Regions from separate parts of the Mus musculus genome. Here region 2 is linked to region 1. The links are chromatin contacts, called in public promoter capture Hi-C maps. All regions are on one chromosome and are shown on one strand. Each heading gives the region's core, a stretch centred on a gene start, on an enhancer-like site or on the middle of the called end of the contact. The rest is flanking DNA. Distances are from core to core; before and after follow the strand shown.

What was found. Capture Hi-C pulls out chosen DNA fragments and counts their contacts.
Region 2: a contact with region 1 is called in a promoter capture Hi-C map of liver. The contact joins two enhancer-like sites. A contact is called at or near these places in 1 of 484 Hi-C or Micro-C datasets (thymic regulatory T cells), 1 of 115 datasets of contacts at active chromatin or transcription factors (CD8 T cells) and 2 of 9 other capture datasets (adipose tissue and liver).

The regions. Positions count from the first base shown.
Region 1 is chr16:91,438,522-91,444,496 of GRCm38.p6, forward strand. No RefSeq gene overlaps it. Among named protein-coding and RNA genes, the nearest start is that of A930006K02Rik, 24 kb to the right of the region's middle. Within about 2 kb of position 3,095, at least 84 of the 459 cell types and tissues checked have an H3K27ac peak or open chromatin away from gene starts, as enhancers often do. A contact at or near this core is called in CD8 T cells and liver, where this site is marked.
Region 2 is chr16:91,557,736-91,563,537 of GRCm38.p6, forward strand. It overlaps Ifngr2 (interferon gamma receptor 2), which reads left to right. Exons shown (of 7, transcript NM_008338.4): 3 at 150-343; 4 at 2,242-2,390; 5 at 2,810-2,969; 6 at 3,885-4,042; 7 at 5,136-5,802. The coding sequence ends at 5,270. Among named protein-coding and RNA genes, the nearest start is that of Ifngr2, 14 kb to the left of the region's middle. Within about 2 kb of position 4,281, at least 41 of the 459 cell types and tissues checked have an H3K27ac peak or open chromatin away from gene starts, as enhancers often do. A contact at or near this core is called in CD8 T cells and liver, where this site is marked.

The sequences.
Region 1 (5,975 bases), core at 1,845-4,344:
TATCTCCTACCAGTAACCAGTAACCAGTAACCAGTAACCAGTAACCAGTAACCAGTAACCAGTAACCAGTAACCAGCAACCAGCAACCAGAATCCAGCAGACAGCAGACAGCAGACAGCAGACAGCAGACAGCAGACAGCAGACAGCAGACAGCAGACAGCAGACAGCAGACAGCAGACAGAATCCAGCAGATAGCAGACAGCAGAGAACAGACAGAATCCAGCAGGTAGACAGCAGACAGCAGACAGCAGACAGCAGACAACAGACAGAATCCAGCAGATAGCAGACAGCAGAGAACAGACAGAATCCAGCAGGTAGACAGCAGATAGCAGACAGCAGACAGCAGAAAGCAGACAGCAGACACAGCAGACAGAATCCAGCAGACAGCAGCGGGAAGAGCAGCAGCAGCACCCACACCCCTCTCAGGATCAGGACCCTTGCATTTATATACTCTCTCAATAGTCCCCATAATTCCAAATGTCATATACTTGCAAAAAACTATTTGCAACTGGCAAAATGACCCTGCCAGAGCACGAGGTAAATCATAGTCTGCTGCTGTGAACATCCGGAAGCAACCCCACATCCCATACCTGGGACAAAAACATATTTCCATCACATTTCTTTGTTTTTAAAGAAACCAAAATTCTCACTACAGAGCACCAGGCTGTCAACCCAGGGAAGATGTTGTCTCCTTTCAAGTTCAAAGGCAGTTTGGGGTAGGAAGACCTCAGTTTGTTTGTTTGTCTGTGTGTTTGTTTGTCTGTTGTTTTCTTCTCATACCACCTCCAATGGATCAGTGGAGGCCCACCACATTCCAGAGAGCAAACTACTGCTCTGCGCCATCTCTCCTGATGTGACGCTCACCTAAAAAATATTTCACAGTATAAGAGACTAGCATTTCATAAACTGTATCTTTGCAGAAATACAGTTATCCTAAAATCATATCTTAAGAATGTTGTCTAACTAAATAGCTTTAGAGTAGAATATTTAGGATATTCTAGGCAAAAGTGTGTTGTCTGTATGCAGAGCATCTTGCTATTAAGACTAATGATTTTCCAGAGCAGGGAGGAGAACAGAAAGACAGTTGCAATGCGAGACAAGGAAGGAGAGAGGAGCTCTGTCATGAGGCTAGCCAGAGTCGGAGAAGAGCAGACAAACTATCCAGCAAAGGCAAAGTGCCAGTGTCTAAATGGCCAATAGATACAAGTTAGAAATCTCAAACCCCAATCTGTTCAAGATGCAAAAATGGAGAGATCACGTGAGAGTGAACCTGCTGGATATGGAGAACAGAGATGGCAGACTTTCTTGAAGGGAAACACAACCTTACAGAGAGGCCTGGAGGGGTGGAATTCCTCCTGAATGCATTCAAACCCAGTCCACCTGGCCTTGTTTACGCTACTGCGTGTTTTTTTTTTTTTTCAGGAAAATTACTGCAAAAATGCCAGGAAAAGAAATACAATGAAGACTCAGACAAACAAAAGCGAGAGGCTTTGATTTCAAAGGACCTTTATTAAAGATCTTTGGCATTATTTTAGGAAGAAGGAAACTGACCTCAGAGGGAAGGGGTGCTATTTTCGAATACAGGAAAAGCCTGGGAAGTACACTGGCCAATCAAAACAAATATTGGTTCATTATATCAAACAGCAACAGTTCAAACAAGCCCTCTATAGTATAGCATTGGAGCAGGGTCCTCTTGATTCCCATGATCAAGAATATGAATATGAAACTGTTTGCAAGCCACTAAGAGAACAAATTTTACATTATAGCAACATTAAATCTTATCTATAGAATAATACCTATGTTAATTAAGTTAGTCATCTCATAATGCATACACATTTTAAATGTTTATGTTTTACACAACAAATAGAGACAGCTTTGCAACTAAAGATAAAATCCAGGCATGGTGGACCATACTTTACCCCACCCAAGAGACAGTTGGAAAACTGATAGGAGCTAAGGTCAACCTGAGCTACATAGTGGACTTGAGGCCAGCCTGGGCTACATGACACCCATCTAAAAAATACAGTTTGGTTTTTTTTTTTTTAACTTTGAACAACTGTAGTTATTTAAAGTAACTAAAATGAAAGAAAAGAACTTTTTGCTTAATTATATCATTTCATTTTTCTTTCATTTTTGAGAATATAATATAATCACAACATTTTGCCCTTCCCTTTCATCTCTCTGGACCTCCCTGTATTCCTCATCTTGCACTCCTTCAAGTTCATGGTCTCTCCTTTTTAAAAATGTTGTTACATGTGTATATGTATATGTGTCTGTGTATACATGTGTGTGTGTGTGTGTGTGTATTCCTAAATGTGACCTGCTCAGTCTATATGATTGCATTTGTATGTACATTTTCGGGGCTGGCCCCTTGGTCCTGGATAACAAATTGCTGCGCACTTTCCCGGGGAGGACTCCCACTGTCAACATCCCTTCGCTGTCTGAAGCTCTTTGTCTGGGGTTAAGGCCTCATTAGCCTCAGAAGGGGAAAATTTTAAATCCAAGGATCTCTGCCTTCTTGTTGCTTGGGAGGAAAAGAGTAATTACACGTGACCTCTCTGAAACACACAGGAGTTGACTATGTTCAAATTTCTAGAGCACTCTCATTACCAGAGAAGTGTTTCTCCATGGGAGTTGGTTTTGTCCCCCAGGGGACGTGAGGAAATACCTGGAAACACAGTTGACTGTCTCAGCTGGCTAGGTTATCACTGGTACCTAGTAAAGAAAGCTGGCCAAGCTTAGAACCCAAAGTTATGCAAGCAGTCCCCCACACTCACAAGTTACCAGGTCTAAGATGGCCACAGTGGACAGGTTAAACCCCTGCTGGAAAGGTGAAAGTGAACTAAAAAGAACTATTCAGAGACAAGACCACTCCTACAAGAGAGAAAAAGACTTTTTTTCTTTAAAAGGTGGGGCAAAAGAAAAACACAAATAACGTAAATAAATCCCAAAGCAAAAAGACTACGTGAGCCAACAAGCGTTCGAATGGTCATGTTTGCTTGTTTAATCAAATCAAAGAGTGACTTCTGGGGCTAGAGAGGTGGTTTATCAGTCAAGAGCACCCGTGGCTCTGGAAGCGGACTTGGGCTCACTTCCCAGCAATCACGTGGCAGCTTACAACTGCCTGTAACTCCAGCTCCAGGGAGCTGAGGCCCTCTTCTGACCTCTTTGGCCACAAGGCATGCATGTGGTGCACACTCAGCATACATTCAAGCAAATGTTTATAAAATAAGAACAAATAGACCCTTTAAAAGTTTGCTCAGGCCTTGCAAACTGGTGCTGGTATTTGGTCTCAGCAATCTCTATTTTTCTCATGAATAACATTTTCTGTCCAGGCTTACAGAAAGGGTGGTGTTCGTTAGGTGTCACATTCTTGGTGCCAAGGTAGGGGACACTGCCTATGCAGCTCCCAACCATCTGAGAAGCTGTCTGCATTTGCTGATAGGGCATCGTGAGCGCCTCCCCTGTGGAGCCTGCAGGGGCCTCACAGGGAGAGATCCAGGAGTTCAAAGATGAGTTCTAAGGTCTGGGGAATTAAGATAACAGTTGTCTTCCTCGTAGATGTGCTTGGAACCTTGTTTTCTTTCTCTTGCCTCTTAAGGTAGCATAGTCTCACCACGTAACACAGGTTGGCTTGAAGTCATGGTTTTCCTGCCTGAGACTTCTAAGAGCTAGATAAAAAGGCATGCATCGCCGGGCATGGTGGTGCACACCTTTAATTCCAGCACTCGGGAGGCAGAGGCAGGCAGATTTCTGAGTTCGAGGCCAGCCTGGTCTACAAAGTGAGTTCCAAGACAGCCAGGACTATACAGAGAAACCCTGTCTCGGAAAAAAAAAAAAAAAAAAAGAGGCATGCACCATCACATCCTGACTGAACATGTTTTTTTTTTTTTTTTTAAATGTGATATTGATGAAAAAGCACTACCTATTAAAAGCTCGTTATTTGCCAGGTCCTCTATTCTTCTACAGGGATCTCCCACATAGAATAACAAGCAGCCACAGAGCCCTTGGAGCCGCATGGTGTGGGTGGCTGTGCTGAGGCTCTGGCTGTGCTGATAGGATGTGGGCAAAGCTGCTAACTTCACAGCCAGGGAGTGGAGGCAGGAAGAACCCCCAAAGGCAAGGCAAAAGAATTTCTGAGTATTCAAGGTGTTAGGGTCACGGTCAACACCAGCAGGGTGTCCTCTGGGACACCAAGATGTCCTGGCAGAATGTGTCCTCCTGTTTACAGAAGGCCCAAGACACAAACTCTCTCCCTCTCCTCCCCATCCCTGGCCTCCTTTGCTGGCTCTAGCCTGCAACCCCGGGTTGCCTGGGTTGCCCACAGGTTCACTGTGCTTCTTCACAGGGCCCCCTGCTCCAGTGGCTGGATTAACTTCAAAGCACCCCATTTTTCTGTCACTATGGATGTCAGCCTTGCAGCCATGGGGGTGGAGGGGGATGGAAATGCCCTAGTCAGTTTTCCATGCACAGTTCCCCCAACAAGCCACAAATAAAACCATTGGCAGCATAGGCAGAGTTTTAGGGGACAGTGACGCTGGCACTCTCCGTCCCAGGAACGTGCCTGTCCCCTTTGATACTGGCTTTAAGATAAACCAGGTGCAATCTCATTTGGATGAAGTCTGTCTTAGCCACTTTTACTTAATGCTGCCCCCATTGCAACTCAAAATTGAGAATCCACTGATCCTGCTGGCACCCAGGACCACGCTCTTGTCAGCAAACCTCACCCCACCACATACACACCCCAAAATAAATTGCAGCGGAAACAACCCTAGCTAGCTGGCTCCTTCGTTCATTCCACAGCTCCTCGGGCTAAACCCAGTAGGCTTGGACAAGTGTTTTCTGGGAAATGGTTACTTCTGTTTTTAATTCTCAGCTAGCTGGATTCACTCGGTACTCAGACCTGTTCAGGAAATCAGAAGTTAACTCCGTTTCTTTTTAGAGGCCTTTGATCACCTTGGAGCCGTGTCTTTCTGCCCCACCAGTGCTACTGGGGAGCAGCTCTCTATGTCGCTGCTACTCCTCCCTGTGTGGTAGCACCTGGCATGACTCATTCTACAGAGTTAGTACTCAGAATGAGGACTGAATTAATGTATCTTTTTAAAATTGTAACCGAAGTTTTCTTGGCACAACAAGTGAACATGTGGAGTAGAGTCTTTGATACATGCAGATAAAACAAAAAAACACACAAAAAAACAAACAAAACAAAACAAGACACACACACAAAAAAAACTATAGTTAGCCAAAGCACACATGCAAGAGAAAAACAAAACTAGTAAAAACTGTGAGACCCCGACTTAGAGCGTTTCTCCCTGGAAGGTACAGCCCCTGGATGTTCCCCAAGCTTATTTTCCCTGATCTTTAAAAATACAGCTAGAAAAAAGCTCTTTGTTCTCTATAGCCTGCAAAAAGCCTTTTTGTTTCTATACTGTACAACCAGAGATGCCTGCCTTCCTATGCCGAGGACACAGAGATAAAAATTCAGAAAGAACTCACTCCCCACTCCTGCCTTGTAAATTTCACCAAGGACACCCGGAAGAGAAGCACTCTTCCCAACTCCTCCCAACTCCTCCCAACTCCTCAGCTAGCTGTTAAAAGCCCCCTACTGTCACCCCTGGGGTCAAACTCCCCTGCCCTGCACGGCAGAGGGACTTCCGTCCTCAGCTAGCTGATAATAAAATCTCTTGCAGTTTGCATCAGGTGTGGTTTTCTCTCGAGATGTTGGGGTGTTGGCCAGCTCATCCCGGGACTTGAGTGAAGGCCCAGCATCAGTGGTCTTACAAAACTATTCCAGATAAAAACAAATGTAGCTACCCAGGTTATTTTGATGTGAAGGTCTTGGTGTTGCTGTAGCTCTACGGTGCATATGTTGAAATCCAGTCCTGGTATACTGAGAGGTAGTTGTTACCTGTGACGAAGCCACAAGGATGGAGTCCTATGGCTGGGACCAGTCTCTCTATAACAGACACTAACCA
Region 2 (5,802 bases), core at 3,031-5,530, 120 kb after region 1:
GACCTAATCTAGCCAAGAGTTTCTGTATGTGACCTTTGCCCAAAAGATGAATGAGTAAGCGGGTCCTCGGGAGGAGTTAATGTCTCTAGAGAACAGGGTTACTCGCGAAGAGAGAATTCTGTGAGCTGAGATCTTGTTTTCCCTCCCAGCATCGATGGCTCTTGGCATAGGTTGCTGGAGCCGAACTGTACGGACATCACAGAGACAAAGTGTGACTTAACAGGAGGCGGCCGCTTGAAGCTTTTCCCACACCCATTCACAGTCTTCCTGCGGGTGCGAGCCAAGCGAGGGAACCTCACTTCCAAGTGGGTGGGGCTGGAGCCATTTCAACACTATGAGAATGGTAAGAGAACGTGGGAAGAAAGCTTTACAGGGGCCAGAGGGGCAACTCAGCCGTGCAGAGCACTCTGGCTCTTGCAGAGGACCGGAGTTCAGTTCCCAGCACCCACATTGGGGTGCTCCCAACTGTCTGAGACTCCAGCTCCAGGCATCTAAACGCCCTTCTCTGGCCTCCTCACGCACCCACACTCACACGCAGATAAATAAAATAGACACACCTTTAAAAAGAAATGTCAGTCCCAGGTTTTCTCTACGTGCTTCTTCATTGATCAGTACGGAACCCACCCTAGGCCTTGGTCCTGGACCCCATCCTAATACACCAGAGACAAATGGTGAGGTTGTCAGAGACCACTGACCTCAGGCTGATGCTAAAGAATAGGGTTTGCTGCACCAGGCTCTGGGCTCTAAATCTGACCCCACGCCAGTTACTTTAAACAGTGTTTAATGGGAAGGTAGTTACAGCCATATTTTTGTTTCCTTTGCTATGGTGCTGGGGAGCAGGGACCTGATACCTCCCTCCTAGGCAGGTGCTGTACTGCTGAGCCCCCATATGCATGCGTGCATGCGTTCGTGTGTGCGTGCGTGCATGTGCGCGCACACACACACACACACACACACACACACACACATGCTCAAAATTCAAGTATAAGACAACAGATGTGACCGCTGTCTACATAGTCAATTCTGTAGTAAGCAGTTAGTGTTTTTGGCTGTGTTTTTTTGTTTGTTTTTTGTTTTTTAAGAAGTATAATCCTAGCCGGGCGTGGTGGCGCACGCCTTTAATCCCAGCATTTGGGAGGCAGAGGCAGGTGGATCTTTGAGTTCAAGGCCAGCCTGGTCTACAGAGTGAGTTCCAGGACAGCCAGGGCTACACAGAGAAACCCTGTCTCAAAAACAAACAAACAAACAAACAAACAAACAAACGAAGTATAATCCTAGGTAGCATGGCAGATTTTATTGTTATGTGTTGTTATCACAACAGCAAAATGTGATAGAAAATTTAAAATAAAGCTGGATAAATTAATAAATAAATAAAAGATCCCCCAAATAACCCAGAGCCATTAAAATGCCAGCTTATTTAAAAGTGAGCTGGGGGATAAGGGTGGCACACACCTTTAGTTGCAGAACTTGGGAGGTTGAGACAGGCAGATGTCCATGAGTTCAAAGCCAGCCTGGTCTACAGAGTGAGTTCCAAGCAAGACAGAGCCACACATTGAGAGACCTTGTCTCAAAAAATCAACTGTAGAGGAAAACTCAATGATGCGGTAAATGTTATATCACACTGTCACTTAGTCCTGTTTACCTACCTGTAACATGTCTCGTGTTCCACGTGGACGTGGTAGACTGGGATCCTCGTATGAGGCAGAGCAGGCGGCGTCTTTTTCCCTCACTTAACATCATACTCTCCAGAGCCACACACTTCTGTGCAAATTTCAAACCTTGCACATCTTTTCTACCCTGAATGAAAACTTCGCCTCCAGTTTAAGTTTCTGTTCTTGTCTCTCTGGGATTCTGACGCCTGCTGGGATTCTACAAGCTTTGCTTGCAGTCAAACAACTCCCAGCTGAGAGACAGCATCTCAGCTAGAACAATCTTGAATGCCTTGAGCAAGACCAAAAACCCTTGCAGAGTGCTGCACGGCCCTCCCTGATGGGAACGGAAACAACTTCCATGTAGCCCTGATAGATCCCGGCTCACAGGGCCTTTCAGCAGGGCCAGTCCTGGATGCTAGCTCCCTGGTAAACCTCCTGTTCAGAACGGGCATCTGAGTGCAGCCCATTGCGAGTGTAAGTGTGAACGTGTGTGTACACACAGTGTACATACGTGTGGTGTTTAATAGGCACACACAGTGTATACGGGTGCCTGTGTCACTCACGTGAGGTCTCTGTGATTCTATTTCAGTTACTGTTGGACCTCCGAAAAACATCTCGGTGACCCCAGGAAAAGGTTCCCTCGTCATACACTTCTCCCCTCCCTTTGATGTGTTCCACGGGGCAACTTTTCAGTATCTTGTCCACTACTGGGAAAAGTCAGAAACCCAACAGGAACAGGTAAGGCCCCTTTTCTTCTTTGTTTATGGTTTTTTTCTCTTTAGAGTTTTTTTTTTTTTTTCATTAAGCCTCATGAGGTGTCCAGAACGTCACAAATCTTAATTTCTAGTATAGAAATTTCTCCTGTAAAACTAAAGCCTCGGGCTGGGGAGATGGTTCGGTGGGCACAGCGTTTGCTATGTGATCCCAAGAAGCTGAGTTCACTCCCTCCGCACCTCTGTAAAGTCCGGCATGTTGGTGTTCTATCTCTTATCTCCGTTATTTACAGCCCCTCAGTCTTGTTACCATTTGGTTGTGTTCACTGTGGATTTGAGGAGTCACTAGAAAAGCTAGAAGCTGCATGGCCCCATCTGTCCCTCTGCTTGTCTGTCTGTCTGTCTGTCCGTCTGACCTGTGTGGCTCTGGTGCTGTCTACACAGGTTGAAGGCCCTTTCAAGAGCAACTCCATTGTGCTGGGCAATCTGAAGCCATACAGAGTATATTGTTTACAAACTGAGGCACAACTGATTTTGAAAAACAAAAAAATCCGACCACATGGGCTCTTGAGCAATGTATCCTGTCACGAAACAACAGCAAATGGTAGGACATACCTTCATGTATCCATTACCTGCTGCAAAAAAGGCTTCTCCTGAAGTGGTTAGGATGGCATGCTGTGGCATGTGGCTGGTGGTCGGAGAAGAGACCGGAAGTGCTTACCCGACAGGAGAATTATATTGAGGTCTCAGCAGCAATGGCTGTGTGACTAGGCTGAGCAGCAGCCACAACGCCTGGGACCAGGAGTATGTCAGATTTGTGGTCGTCTTGTTTCAGATTTTAAAATGTTTGCATATATATATAAAATGAGGTGTCTTAGGGATGAATCCTAAATCTGACCATAAAATTCCCTTATGTTTTCATAGACACCTTGCATGCATAGCCTGAAGGAGGCTTTATATAATATTTTTAGTACACTGGTATAGAATTTTTTATTGCATTTTTTGCTTACTTAAGTGGGGGGTTTGTGTGCATGTGTGTGTGTGTGTGTGTGTGTGTGCACGCGTGTGTGTGGGAGCGTGCATGCATACATGTCATGTGAGTACACTTGAGTGGCCGTCAGAGGACACTCTGTGGTATTGTGACAGGATAGAGGACGTTCACACTGCCCTCTGCTGTCACACATGGGTCTTCAGGACAAAATGCAGGCCTGTCGGTCTTAGAGGCAGGCAACTTCATTTGCTGAACCATCTCACCGCTCCAATTGCACCGGGGCCCATCAGGTGAATTTGGATGTGGAATTTTCCATTTGTGGTATTATGACAGGGCAGTTTTTGATTTTTGAATAGAAATTTTCAGGTTTTACATGTTCAGGTCAAAATTATTAGTTTAAGCGCATATTGAGGCAAGGGGGTAGAGAGGGCCTGTGGGTCTTCCTGGGACGAGAAAACGGCCCAGCAGTGGGAGATGGGGCGTGGACTGCTGCTGGCGGCTTGCTCACTTCTGTGTCATCTTCTTTAGCCTCCGCCAGGCTGCAGCAAGTCATCCTGATTCCGTTGGGCATCTTCGCATTGCTGCTCGGCCTGACGGGCGCCTGCTTCACCCTGTTCCTCAAATACCAAAGCCGAGTGAAGTACTGGTTTCAGGCTCCGCCAAACATCCCGGAACAAATCGAAGAGGTCAGTGCGCAGATGCGCGAGTGACCCGCTGTGGCCCCGCCCCCTCGTGGTAGGCGAGAATGGACACCCCGTGCCGTCCTCTGCCCCCCCCGCCCCCGTGCGTGGGCACATGCCCACCCACATACGTTCACACAGAATAACTAAGTAGTAAAATGGCTGTTGGGTTAGGTCAGAGTCTATATAACACGTGGCTCGTGGTGATGGGTTAAAGGTTTCCCTTGTTGACACTGCCAAAGAGTAACAGTTCCCGATGGCCCTTGAGCTTTCACTGGGCTCGTCCTGACTCTCAGGTACAGCCCTCAGAGGAACTGAGCCTGGGCCACCACAGTTGTTTCTCTGGGGCAGAAATCTAAGGTTTTGCTGTACTTTCTTGGGAAAGTGTGAAGAACTGCCAGAGGCTGCTGACGTTACTTGAGAGTAGAGATTGGTTTCCGCTTCTGTGTCTGAGGTTTCACATGGCACGCACATGACTTCTGTTCCTCTTTCCATTGGCCGATAGCACTTCTAAGAGCTGCGGATGGAGCCCTGGAATCCTGGGGGGTTTATAGCCAAGAGCAAAAGGGAAAGAAAGTTCAGGGCTGTGAGACCCCTCTTCACTGTGAGGATCCTAGCCCCACCCAGATGCGTCCAGGGTTGTGTGCAGGTGGAAGGAGGGGCTAGAGTTTAGGGACGTTCCCTGCTTTATCCTGCCACAGCTGGGCACAGTGGGGATTCCCACTTTTCCTGAGTTCTGCCCTTCCCAGCTTTCATCAGATGAACAGAGGATGGAGCCCAGGCCCTTGTACTTTCTAGACAAGCGCTCTTGCTCTGAGCTACACCTGGGCCTGCGCCATTACAGAGATGAGGGCTGAAGAGGCAGGCACGTGCTGGAAATCAGGGCTGAGCATGAGTTAGCAGCAGTGTGCCCTTACCGTGTGCCAGGCCTGGGCTTGACCCCTAGGGTCACAACAGTTAACAATGACGATTGGTGGTGGTATCACTTCATTGATGGACAAAGTGGAGTTGTACCTGATTATAATATGACTACATCAACTACAAGTAGGGACATTGTATCGGACTGTCTGTAACTGGCTGGCCTTCTATCCTTTTCTAGTATCTAAAGGACCCAGACCAATTCATCTTAGAGGTCTTGGACAAGGACGGTTCACCGAAGGAGGACTCCTGGGACTCCGTGTCAATTATTTCTTCTCCAGAAAAGGAGCGAGATGATGTGCTCCAAACACCGTGAACCAGGCCAGGGTCTCTGCTTGCCCAGGAGGGCAGCGATCAGTGCACCCGAGAGAGATCCCCAGGGCCCCAGGACTGGGGAAGATGGTGTAGTGTTTGTTCTTTATGAGTTTTCTGGATGCTACAAGTATTTAAAAGGATTCCACAGAAAGATATCTCAGAAACAAAACAAAAACAAAAACAAACCAAGCGCTTCTCTTAAACACTAAAAAGACAACTGCTCATTACTGGCAACGTGGCGGCAAACCTGTGTGTGGTGCTTTCTCCAGTGTTAGCTGCCCCTGCTGTCAGAAGACTGGGTCCTTCCTTGCCTTCACTCTGGAAAATGAGTTGTCCCAGCCAACCCTGCCTGTCACAAAGAGGGGCCCTTAGTGTCCCCTTCATGTCCAATGTGATGGCTTAAATGTGAGACCCCTGGGCTCGGTGCTTGCCTAGCACGTACACGCCCCACCCACCCCAGCACCTCACTCACAGAGAGGTGATTAATCTTGTAAATAATGTCCTGGTAATTTAAGTCTTTTTTTTTTTTTTTT